Regions from separate parts of the Mus musculus genome. Here regions 1 and 3 are each linked to region 2. A link is a contact called in public HiChIP or PLAC-seq and capture Hi-C data. All regions are on one chromosome and are shown on one strand. The core of a region is the stretch at or near the end of the contact, and the rest is flanking DNA. Distances in the headings are between cores, read along the strand shown.

Region 1 (3,753 bases), core at 1,015-3,514, 620 kb before region 2:
CACTACTGGAGGAGTAAATGAGCTGAGTACAGCCTCCTGATCAAGCTTTTGGGAAATACTGTGGCAAGAGGAGCATGCTTTGGTGCTCATGGTGGAATTGAGGTGTGCAAGTTAAGATGGAGGGGACCTGTAGGCCTAAGGACCGAAATATGCAGGGGAGGAGAGATGGGTAGAAGGACTGGGAGAGTGTGTAGCATGTGCCCTCTCTTGGGTCCTGATTAAACAAATTGCAAAACCCAGTTTGAGATTACCTTGCTCGAGGGTATGCTCCATTCTGCAGTGGGTGTCACCTGTTGGGTCTATGTCTGCTGTGTGAACTGGCTCTGCCCAGTGAGAGAGGGTGAGGTGGCTATGATCCTTCTGTGGTCAGTTCCCTTGCTCCCTGAGGACAGGATGCCAGGAAAATGCAGGGATGGAGCAGATAGACTGAGGCTTATGCCCAGTGCTCTAGTGCTCCTTCATGCCAGCCCTGTAATATTGGCAGGGAGATGGGAAGGCCAGGCTTCTGGGAATACTTGAAGGGACCTAACCAGAATGGCCCATCGTATCTGTGCTTACAAAGTTGTTATGTGGCGATGAGCATAGGAGCTGAGTGCTGCCTGGAATTGGCCCTGTTCATGTGACCTGGAACTCTGGAGGACTAACATTGGGGAGCTAACCAGTGCTCAGGAGCAGTAGCATGCCCACCTGGCTCAGAGAGTTGTGAGGAGACAGGAGGGATGTAGAAATGTTAGGGCAAGAGTCAGGGGAGGAAAACCAGAGGGCTGTTGGTGAACCTTGGAAGATGTACAAGCTTACAGCTTACTTACAGCTGCCCTGGCCCTGCTGGAGGCCCCCAGGAATGTGGGGGTGGGGGTGGAGATCACATTTCTAAGTCAGAGAAGCCACCTGACTTTGGCTGAAGCCACTTACATATCTCCTATGGTCTGGTGTCTATCTTGCACTTCTTGCTTTTTTGAGACAGGGTTTCTCTGTATAGCTCTGGCTGTCCTGGAACTCACTTTGTAGACCAGGGTGGCCTCGAACTCAGAAATCCGCCTGCCTCTGCCTCCCGAGTGCTGGGATTAAAGGCGCGTGTGCCACCACCCCTGGCTCTATCTTATACTTCTTGAAAGGGAAGAAATGCCTAGTGTTTTTCAACTTTCCATACAGCAAGTCTGTGGTCCTATCTGTAGACAGCCAAGGCTTGCAGCTGCCTTCAGTGCTGACCTGAAGTCCAGCGATCGTTGTCTGGAAAGTGGGCAAGGATTCCCCACCCCTTCAACTCCTCCTCTCCTGTCATGCTTTTACTTCCTCTATTTCTCCCCTTCTCCTCCCACCTTCCATTTCCTCCTTCTCCCCTTCCCATCCCCCTCCTCTCCTCTTCCTTCCTTTCCTACTTCCCTCCCCCTCCCTAACCCTTCCCCCACCTCCCTTTACCTTCCCTACTTCCTCCTCCTCCCTCTTCTCTCCTCCTCCCCCCTGCCTGAAGTTTTTCACTTGGTAACTGGCCAGGCCCTTCCCAGTTTCCAAGTAATGAGGCATGCATAAAAGTCTTTGAGGTGGTTTTTGTTCTGTAGGGTCACTCCTACAGAGTCCCTCTCTCCCTCTCTGGGGACGGGCTATAATATCATGGTGCTTGGCCCAGGCACAGTGAGTTTGCTGTTTACTCCACAGGTCCTCTAGAGGACAGCCTGGAGTGGATTGCTACCTGTTGTCACCCACATGGTTCTGCCCCTCCTTGAGCAGTGAGACTGCCTGCTTTCAGACAGTTCCCTCTATGCAGGCGAGAGTCTCAGGAAAGCCTGTGTTCTTGTTCTGTACCCTGGCTAGGTGATTCAGGGCTGACAGAATCCAATATGGCTTGCCTTCCTTCCATGGCTCAGCGGGGGAGCTGTAGTCTACACACCACATCTGGGTCCTAGAATTGCTTTAGCCAGATGGGCGTGGTTATTCTTTGTGAGAACCTGAAGGCCAGGGATGTGTACAAAACCACACAGGAAATTTGGTGTCTTTGAGTCAGACCAGATTGAACACCTGGCTACCAATGACTGGCAGCACTAGCTTCATAGTTCAGGAGCCCTGCCTGGTACTCTCACAAAGCTCTCTGATCCCAGGAAGGCTGGGATTCACTGAGCACCCAGACAAGTTGTGGGTTCACCTTCTAGGGTTCTGTATGCAGTACACAGTGGAGGTTTCCAGAGAAACCATAAAACCCAGATCCTCCCAGCCAAGTAGAAAGCAGGAAATGGCGAGTGACCCTCAAGTGACCTAGTCCCTGGGAAGACGATAGACAAAAGACAGGCCCAGGCAGCAAAGGCAACATGGTTTGCCTGTGTTTCTCTGAGCAGACAGATACAATGGCCATCTTTCTGGGGGGACTCTGTGGAAGGGAATCAGTGGTACAGCTGTGGAACTTGGTCTCTCAGGTGACACTGGAGAACAGGAAGTCTTCATGTACACAGAGCTGGCCTCTCGCCTTTGCTGGATTGCAGAATGTCCTCTCCTGAGCAAGTAGTAGTGGCAGGCGGCAGTTGAGATGGGTGTGGCACCATCCCAGAGACTTCGTACTGGGGTTGTGTGGCCTGGGAGGTCACCTTGCTTTGGGGCTGTTTCCCCACATGTGGATAGGGTCTGGGCCTCTATCTCAGGGATGCTAACAGGTCATGTGATCATGCGTTTGGGCTCCTCATCTTGCTATGTATGACCATTTAAAGGCCCCCAAGGCTACCCTCTCACTGCCCAACACCTCTGTGTCTCTGGCATTGGAGGGAGTTATTTCTAAGTGGACATATGAACTAGTCATCTCCTTGTAAATGTTGAGAATATTCTGGAAATAAGGTCTGTAGAGAGGCAGTTCTCCAGAGCTTAGAGGAGATAAGCTATGGCAACCATATAAGCTGATCTGGAGTAGGGCTGAGACACGCTTGCCTCTAACTCTGTCCAGATAGCTTCCATGACACTCACTGAGTAGGAGAGGCCCAGATGGGAGTCCATATTTCCATGTGTGCACATGTGTGTTGGGTGGGCAGTGTGGCAGTCCACAAATACTAAATGGCTATTTCTATGTGGCCCCTGCTCCCAAGTCCGGCTTCTAGGGCTCAGGAAGTTGGAGTGTTAGACTATCACAGGATGCATGGGTGGATGCATGTCTGGATCAGTGGGTGTGTTGGTTGATTGGATGTGGTGTTCCTGTGAAGAGGAAAAGATGGACAAGGGTATGGGTGTGTATGTCAGGGGCAGGGGTGTCATGTCAGGGTTACTATCTTTCTTGTACCCCTCCCCTGACATTTACACTTGCCTGGGAGTGAGTGCCTGGGGGAGAGCTCTGGGTTTCTAGAAAGGCTGTTCCTGGTGACCAAAAGCAGTGAGCAGCCTCTCAGGCTCTCACTGTGATCTGCAGGCAGCTGTTGTATCCCACCATGTCCTCAGAAAACCCTTTCCATGAGAGAGAAATATGAGTTTCTAGGGCACCAGTGGACCAGTCTCACAAGAGAACTCTGGGCGTGGGTGGCCTGGCAGGTGAGAGCCTAGCAGGCCAAAGACCAGGGTAGTGCAATAGTAACAGCAAGCTGAGAGGTAAAATGAAGGGAAGAACTGGCCAGTGGTTCACAGGAACACAAAGGAGACTCTCCACCAATGGCATGGGTGACGGGTGCTGTAAAGAGAGGGCAGAAACTCTGTCCTTGCAGTTGGGCCAGACCCGACACCCAGAATCCTTCCTAGTTAGCTGAGCAGCTATGAAGTGTCTTAGTTGGTGAGGGTTGCAACCGA
Region 2 (3,505 bases), core at 445-2,944:
AGCCAGGCTTGGAAGGACTCACACCCCTTGGCTGGGCAGGAGAACCCCTCTGACATCCAGGATTTGCTGCTGCTCAGGTTGGGCCTCAGCACAGCCGTCTCCCTGAGACAAGGCACAGCACTGTGGGGGAGTAGCCTCACCCAGATGCTTCACCCTTCTCTAAACACCGCCTGGCGAAAGCAAACCAGACAGAGGCAAACACTTGGTTCCTTGGCACCCAGGCCTTGTGTTTGTTAAAAGGCTCCACTCCGCTGCCCCATACACGTGCAGGCAGACAATAGATCTGCAGTCAGGAGCCTGAAAGGGACAGCCAGATGTCACCACTTGCCACCCAGATCACCCTGATTTGTCTGACACCTGCAAAGCTCTCTGCGCTCCTCTGGAACCCCACCAAGTTCGAAATCTCAGCAAGCACCCCCACCTCCATCCATGCTGCTGCTTGAGCAAAGATATTGGGGCAGAAATGTAGTAAGGAAAGTCAGCCACTTGGCTGTTATCGCAAGGGAGAGGGGGAAATGACAGACAGACGGACGGACAGGCAGACGGATGATGGGGACATGGAAAACAAACTCAAAAGTGCAATATCCACCCCATCCAAGGGTCTTTCCCACTTCTCTAGGCCCTGACACCACCACTTCTGCTCCTGTGACCAGACAGAGGTGTGTAGCAGAGGCTGGAGCCAAAGGTTGATACATATAGGAACCTTTAAGTACAGACAAGTGGGTGACAAGTCCCAGGGAGAAACAGAGAGCAAAAGACAAGAAATTCAAATCAGTGGTTCTAGTAAGCCAAGCCCAGCCTGGCTCAGGTTGGGTGAGGGGTGAAAAAGCCCCCCTTGGCCCTAATTGGGGGTGTCTACCCACAACCCCAGGAGCCACTCACAACTGGGATCAGGGACTTGGACCTAAAAAGCCAGGATATCTGAAGTGGGAGGCAAAGCCAGCTGGACCTGTGGCTGGGAGGGGCTCAAGTCCTACCCACCCCAGTCGTAGAAATCCGCAAGTGCAGCTCAAGTCATCTGGACAATGCCAAGCTCCCTCCCTTTCTCTCAGGGCCAAGTCCTATGAGAGGCCATGGGTGGACAGAGTCCAAGGGCAAGATGGGTCAGCAGTCACTTGCTCTGCGGACCCTGACGAACCATCCTGAGAATCAAGCCAGGGAACTGAGATCTCAGACCCAAGATCTTACAGGACCTCTTAGACACCCCTTCCCTGCTATTGCTGGGCTGGGGTACAGACCCCTCCATATCCTGGGTCGGAGGCTGCCAGACCCTCCCACCCATTCGCCTAGTCCTGACTCCTTTTAGCCTCACCAAGTGGGAAACGGGGCTGGACATGCCGCACCCACACGCGGGCCCCACCCGCCACCCAGAAGTCCCCAGGCATTTGGACTCCCCAGCCAGGCGCTGTTTCCCATACAAGCTGCTGTTTGGGTCTACTCGGATCTATGCAGGGGCTCCCCCAGACCAGCCCCTGAGGGCTCCCCGACCCCCACGCCGGCTCTGTGGCCCTGAAGCCTCTCAGGCCCGCTGAATCCCCTCCTGGCCTTTCTCGGCCTTCCACCAGCCCCATCCTTCCCGGTCCTCCCAGCAGCGGAGCTCCTACCGTGCTGGTTGTACTCAGTGCTGGGGCCGGGCCGGGCCGCCTGGGCCCGCGAGGGGCTCAGCTGTCGCTGAGCAGCAGGAAATACCAGAGGGCTGATCCAGGCGAGGCGGAGCGAGGGAGCGGAGGGCGGAGGAGGGAGGAGAGCGCGGCAGACGCAAAACCCCGGGTGGACCAAGGGCGGATCGGCTGCTGGGGAGGCACGCTGGGGACCCAGTCCTTGCCCGGAGCCTGAGCCTCCTCCCCGGTGCAGGCTGGGGGGCATAGGAATCCTTAAGTATAGACAAGTCGGTGGCACCTGCGCGCCAGGGCTGGGGACACCGCCCCACAAATAGCCAAAGGAGGGGAGGGTGGCGGTAAGCAGCGCTAATCTTGGGAGGGGTCTTCTATTTGAGAAGCATACCTGGGTGCGGTGCCCTTCCCCTTCCAGAACATAAGACCTCTCTCTCCCAAAACCAAACCCCACTGTCCTTGTCCTACACAGGGGCTCAAGGGGACCCCTTGGTCACCATCCATGATTCCCACTACACTTCTTTCAGGATGCCTTGGCTGAGACTCTGACTCTTGGGGCTGGAGAGATGACTCAGGTTAAGAGCATATGCTGATCTTCCAGAAGATCACAGGTCCATTCTCCGCACCCAGGTCAAGCTGCTCACAGCCACCTGTAACTCCAGTTCCAGGTGATCTGACAACCTCTCTTAGCACCTACACCCATGTGACATCACACACACACAAATAGAAATAATAATACTTTTTAAACTAATTATCCTGATAACCAAGACCTCCTATGTGTCTACCACCCTTTACCACTCTCCAAGAACTTTCTAGACTCCTCAATCCTCTTGTATTTAGAAGACACTTTTCTAATTTGATACCACCCATATATAGAGGCTGATCTTAGAGTTCTCCAGCTGAGACCCTCAGCATGAGGTTCTTTGGGGTGTGTGTGTATGTGTAAGGGTCCTTCCTGTAGAGTTCCCAAGAGCCACCCAAGCAGGAAGTTTAGCCTGCCTCCTCCAGCCGCTGGAATCAGGTAGGACACAGAAAGGTATAGAGGCTTTCCCAGCAGAACCTTCTACCCCAGGAATACCGGTGTGAGTGTGGGCAGAGCCCCAGCTGATTCCCACATTGTTAGTAGGTGCTGGACAGCAGAAGTGCTTCCAGGCTATGGGAAACCACTGCTGCTAAAAGCCACTGGGTAGGGCTGTGGCGTGCAAACCTGGAATAGACAACTTCCAGTCTCTGTAGACCCCTTGTCCACTCAGCCTTAGCCATGCCTCCCCTGTTAGACAGAGGCTAGGGGTTCCACCTGGTGGGCAAGTACCAGCATCTTGTGCACAGGTAAGGAACTTAGGCGGGCTCATTCTCAGTTCATCATGGGACCATCCCTACCCAACCCCAGTCACCTGGCGAGGCCTTCGGATGCAGAACTGCTCAGACAAGATGCTCAGGGCCATGGTGAAACTGCCTTCTTGAGGTCTGAGGGGTGGCTCTGCCCTTCCAGCAGGACTGTGTGCAGTGTGGGCCGCTTCACAGATGGAGACCAGCCTGCCTGCTAGGTCTGCCCCAAGCTCAAACAAAAAGCTGGGTGTGGCTGCTAGAACCCAGTAAATCAGCAGTTGCTAGAGCCAGTCCTTGAGGGACTCAAAGAAGAAAACAAGGTCCCTGTCCCCTGGGGCAAGGTCTCAGCAAAATTGCCTTCACTTGCTGTTTGAATATGGATTATAGGAGCCAGATTACTGGCCAAATGGGGGAGGCTTGTGCATGATAGCAGGAAGGGTGGGCTGAGGAACACAGTCTGAACGAGATTGCCCCAGTGCCAGATGGTCAAGTGGGGACTGAGGAAGTGCCACCTGTGTGGTTCAGGTACAGGTGCATAGCTGCAGCTAGGCTTCCCTGAAGTC
Region 3 (3,959 bases), core at 198-2,697, 650 kb before region 2:
GTGGCCACAAAGAGGGAAGGCATGCAAATAGGATTTGCATGTGCAGGTGTCTAGGTCTAAAATGCCCCCCTTTGTTGGTGGGGTTTTTTTGCGGGGGTGGGGGGAGCTACATGACCCTGATCATTATCCTATGCCTGAATTCTGAAAGACAAAAAACAGATTCTTAATCCCAAGGCAGTGGAGACCTTGGAGGCTCTTACTAGCTGAGACGGTCACAGAAAGAGCCTGAAATAAATGTACTTCTCCGCCCCTAAGATAGGAAGAGCCCAGAGCACGACAGATCTGGCACCCAAATCCTGGGGTCCTGAACGTACTTGTCCCTAAACTCTCTGTGCCAGCTTACAGTGATATGTGGGTAAAACTAAGAAGGTCACTGCATGCATGAATTAGCATGGCACCCCTCATCCCCTTGGTGAAGAGACCTGACATTGCTGACAGAGCAGGACGTAGATACAACTATGAGGAGCTGGGTCCCCACCCCTACACCCCTCCCTCCTGCAGCCCCTGAGCTTGGGCTGAGTTTCCAAGGTGCTGCGGCTGATGTAATCTCCAAGTCTGAGGCTCACAGTTTGGATTGCCCTCCACCCAGACCCTCCCGAACAATGGGTAGCCCTTTCCCTTGCTCATGGCAGACTTGTCCTCATGATGCCATCCCTGATGGAGAACATGAGGTAGAAATGTGGCTAGAACATAGCTCCTGCTTGCCCTTCCTACCTTCTCAGCAGAGGACTGAGCGACTTTCTGGCCCCACTCCTATGCAAGCTGACCCTGGTGTGAGCTTACCTGCCCGTTCCTTCCAGATTCCTGGCATGTAGCTGCTGGTGCTGAGTGTTAGAGGCACTTACCTACTGCAGGCTGTGTTCCTCCCTCGATCCACCCACATGCCACACCCAGCACCTGGCAGCCAATGATGTCTTAGAAAGCTGGGCATGAGTGAACCTAGGGTACCACCCATCCACCAAGGGCTAGATTGGTGCCACTGGTCTGAGAGCACATCCAGGCTGGCCAAGAGCCCACTGTTACATGAAGAGGGGTTACATGAAACATGGGTCCTTTCCTCCCTGGGCTCTGCCTGGCACAGACGATGAGTACGGCCTGGGTGTCTGTACTCTAACATGAGATCAGAGGTCAGATGGGAATTCTGCTTCATTTCTCACCAAGCCTCAGTTTCTCTAGTTGAGGAAACAAGAACTGCCTTAAGGACACATGATCCATGAAAGGGTGTCTGACAAGTGGTCCCAATGATGATAGGCAAGCAGATGAACTGTCTCCTGAGGTCCCAGAAGGTCTGGAGATGTCTGCCCTGATCTGTGGTGTGCCACACTCCTGGAGAATCCTATGGTGTGAGTGAGCTGAGTACTAGCTACTTACCAGTCAGGCAGTCAGTGCCTTGGACTGCATGAGGACTGCCTCCAAATTGAGGCTCAGGGCTGTTGCTCGTGATGCTTCTCATGGCTGTGACACTGGCTTTTTTCCTGTTGATCTATCCAGCTCCTTCAACACGAAGTCCCGGTTTCTCTTCCTGTAGACCGAGATACTCATGCCAAGCTTCCAGGCGGTTGTGAATAACTGGGGAAGACCCTCATGACAGCTCTTGACAGTGTTTCTGTGAGCCCTTCCCCCAGAGACCACAGGATCTGGCTTTCATTACTTTGCCATGAACCCCAGGGGTAGGAGGATAGGGGTTGGGCAGCAGCCAAGGACCCAACATTAGCCACCAGAGGGCGCCAAGATCACAGGCAAAAACAGGACCTGGGTGGGGCAGGGAGAGGGGTCTCCCTCTGGCTTTGTCCTAAGCAAGAGGGCCACAGTTACATCACCATCTGAGCTAGCATGTCCCCTAGCATACCTGTCATGTTACCTTGACATAAGCCATGCCCATTTGATGCCCTTCTAAAATTACAAGCTGGGCTGGGGGCTCAGACCAGCTCTAGCCACTTGAGCCCTGAAGAGCAGGGACTATAAGCCTTGAGTGCTTGAGAGCTGTGGGGTACAGCTCTGGAGGAGGGTACATAGCGGGGGCCTAGGTGGAATGGCCGGATCTCAGTATAGAACAAGGCCAGAGTTCACTGGATTCTAGAAATCTAGCCTAAGTTCATGTCCACCAAGCAATCCAAAGCCTAGCCTTCCTATGTCTGAGGACTAGGTGGAGAATAGGAGTGCTTCCAGAACCCTTCCTTCATCTGCTGCTGCCCCTTTACCTCCATCTTTTGGACACTCGAAGGACTGCACCAAATATTCCCTAACCGTTCTAGGCCAATACCATATTATGGTTCTCCTTACCCACAACCTTTCATGGACCCCTGTGATCCTAATAATCAAACCCAGAAAGGCCCTGACACTTTTTCTTTTGCTCCCTTGGGGCACCACTCCTTGGAGCATCTCCTGCAGGCTTGTCACCACAGGCTCCCATGTCTTTCAAGGACCCCTTCACCCAGGCCCACACCCACACAGGGCACATCCCCTATAGCTCACTTCCCAGGCACCCCAGCAGCGTTGCTCAGTGCTGCTTTGTCATCTGAAATGACCTTTGCTTCCTCATTTGCCCATCAACAGCCACTTCCCCCATAGTTCTGCTGGACCCTGGGCAGCCCCAGCCAACCCCAAGTGCAGAATATGAAAGTATACAGAACATGTGCCCAAAGGCAGTTGTGTGCCTGAGCATGTGCATAGTCATGAGCCATATGAAGGCATAAGTGGGGTCTGGGGAGATAGCCATTTAGTGGGAAGCAGCTTCCAAACCATTCCAGGCCCTGGGCAGATAGACATTGGGCAAGGCTCAATTGCCCGTATGCTCTCATTACGAGCACTGTGATGAGGGGACAGAGAATCAAGGTGCCATGGAGGGATACCTAAATTGCCCTCAACAGCTGCTTCCCTACATTGATCACCATGGCTTGGCTGGTAGCTGTGTCTGTCTCTCTTGTGGTTGCTCTGACTGGTGCCAGGAAGATATTTCCTCTTGGGCAAGGCTGTGTTCCAGAGAGCAAGTCTCCAGCAAGGGCTGCTCCCACCCCAGTTTGTGTCCCCAGGGTAGCAGTTTTCCTTCCCACCACCTACTGTACAGTCTCACTAGCTGCCTTCCATGCCCACCTGCTCAAAAGCCACGTCTAGCATCCATGAGGGCTAGTGTTCTTTGAGGGCCAGTGTTCTTAAGTAGCCTGAACGATCTCTGAGGCTGACACCTAGGTTTGGACTGGAGCAGAAGAGGCCAAAGTCTGGCAGGCCTTCAAGTCTCCCCACCCTGCAGAATTTAACTCAAAGCCTCCCCCACTCCAGCATGCTTTTGGGAGAGAAACTACCTCCTAGGATCAGACACTAGCTCAATGGCCCTGTCCCATTCTGCCCTTAGACTCAATTCTGTCTCTGACTGCCTTCTGTGGAGAGATGCACTCTGCAGGCCCAGAAAGTCTGCATCTCCAGCATTGACACTCAGGGAATCAAGGGCCTTTCCTTCCCACAGCAATTCTAAGGCCACCAATGTTGCTCTCATGACCTTAGTACCCTCTTGGCCCAGGATTTTTTACAACGTGTTGGACTCGTGTCTGTGGTCTCTAAGTTGGAGACAATGGTCTGGGAAGAGAAAGGACAAGAGCATCACAGGCCTTACGCCTGAGCTCTGTCTATTAGTCTGACACTGGACCTGGTGCTATCCCACAGTTGTAGACCAAAGCCAGAGGGGCTGAGGGACCAACTCAGAGTTCCTGCCAGGCCTCTAATGGAAACTAATGGTTTCCTGGACCCATGGCCTGTACTTGTCTTCCATGCACACATCTGTGCCCCCTGTACATGCTGTCTATAGAATGTGTATGCTTCTACATTATGCAGAGCCGTTACAGGACCGGTAGCCAGCCTCAGTGTGGCATCAACTACCAGCCCTGAACCTGTTCCAGGTCCTGTCAGGCAATGAGGACAGTGATCATGATGAGCATTTCCTAGGATTCAATGAGGACATACCA

The links. HiChIP or PLAC-seq counts read pairs in DNA pulled down with a chosen protein or histone mark. Capture Hi-C pulls out chosen DNA fragments and counts their contacts.
Region 1: an H3K27ac HiChIP or PLAC-seq map of embryonic stem cells shows a contact between it and region 2, with 4 times the contacts expected there. The contact joins the enhancer-like site here to the promoter of Osbpl5 in region 2. A contact is called at or near these places in 2 of 39 promoter capture datasets (the C10 cell line and embryonic stem cells), 1 of 15 datasets of contacts at CTCF or cohesin (embryonic stem cells), 6 of 115 datasets of contacts at active chromatin or transcription factors (embryonic limb bud, embryonic stem cells and neural tube) and 2 of 9 other capture datasets (embryonic stem cells and embryonic tail).
Region 3: a capture Hi-C map of macrophages shows a contact between it and region 2, with 3 times the contacts expected there. The contact joins the promoter of Trpm5 here to the promoter of Osbpl5 in region 2. A contact is called at or near these places in 11 of 39 promoter capture datasets (the 3T3-L1 cell line, the C10 cell line, HPC-7-derived erythroid cells and 7 more), 1 of 484 Hi-C or Micro-C datasets (embryonic stem cells), 2 of 115 datasets of contacts at active chromatin or transcription factors (bone marrow-derived macrophages and embryonic limb bud) and 3 of 9 other capture datasets (embryonic stem cells, liver and macrophages).

Annotation. Positions count from the first base shown.
Region 1 is chr7:143,118,142-143,121,894 of GRCm38.p6, forward strand. The region is part of intron 1 of Kcnq1 (potassium voltage-gated channel, subfamily Q, member 1); the gene reads left to right. Among named protein-coding and RNA genes, the nearest start is that of Kcnq1, 13 kb to the left of the region's middle. Within about 2 kb of position 2,265, at least 49 of the 459 cell types and tissues checked have an H3K27ac peak or open chromatin away from gene starts, as enhancers often do. A contact at or near this core is called in embryonic stem cells, where this site is marked.
Region 2 is chr7:143,738,666-143,742,170 of GRCm38.p6, forward strand. It overlaps Osbpl5 (oxysterol binding protein-like 5), which reads right to left and starts at 1,695. Exons shown (of 22, transcript NM_001199227.1): 1 at 1,605-1,695.
Region 3 is chr7:143,093,195-143,097,153 of GRCm38.p6, forward strand. It overlaps Trpm5 (transient receptor potential cation channel, subfamily M, member 5), which reads right to left and starts at 1,448. Exons shown (of 25, transcript NM_020277.2): 1 at 1,372-1,448.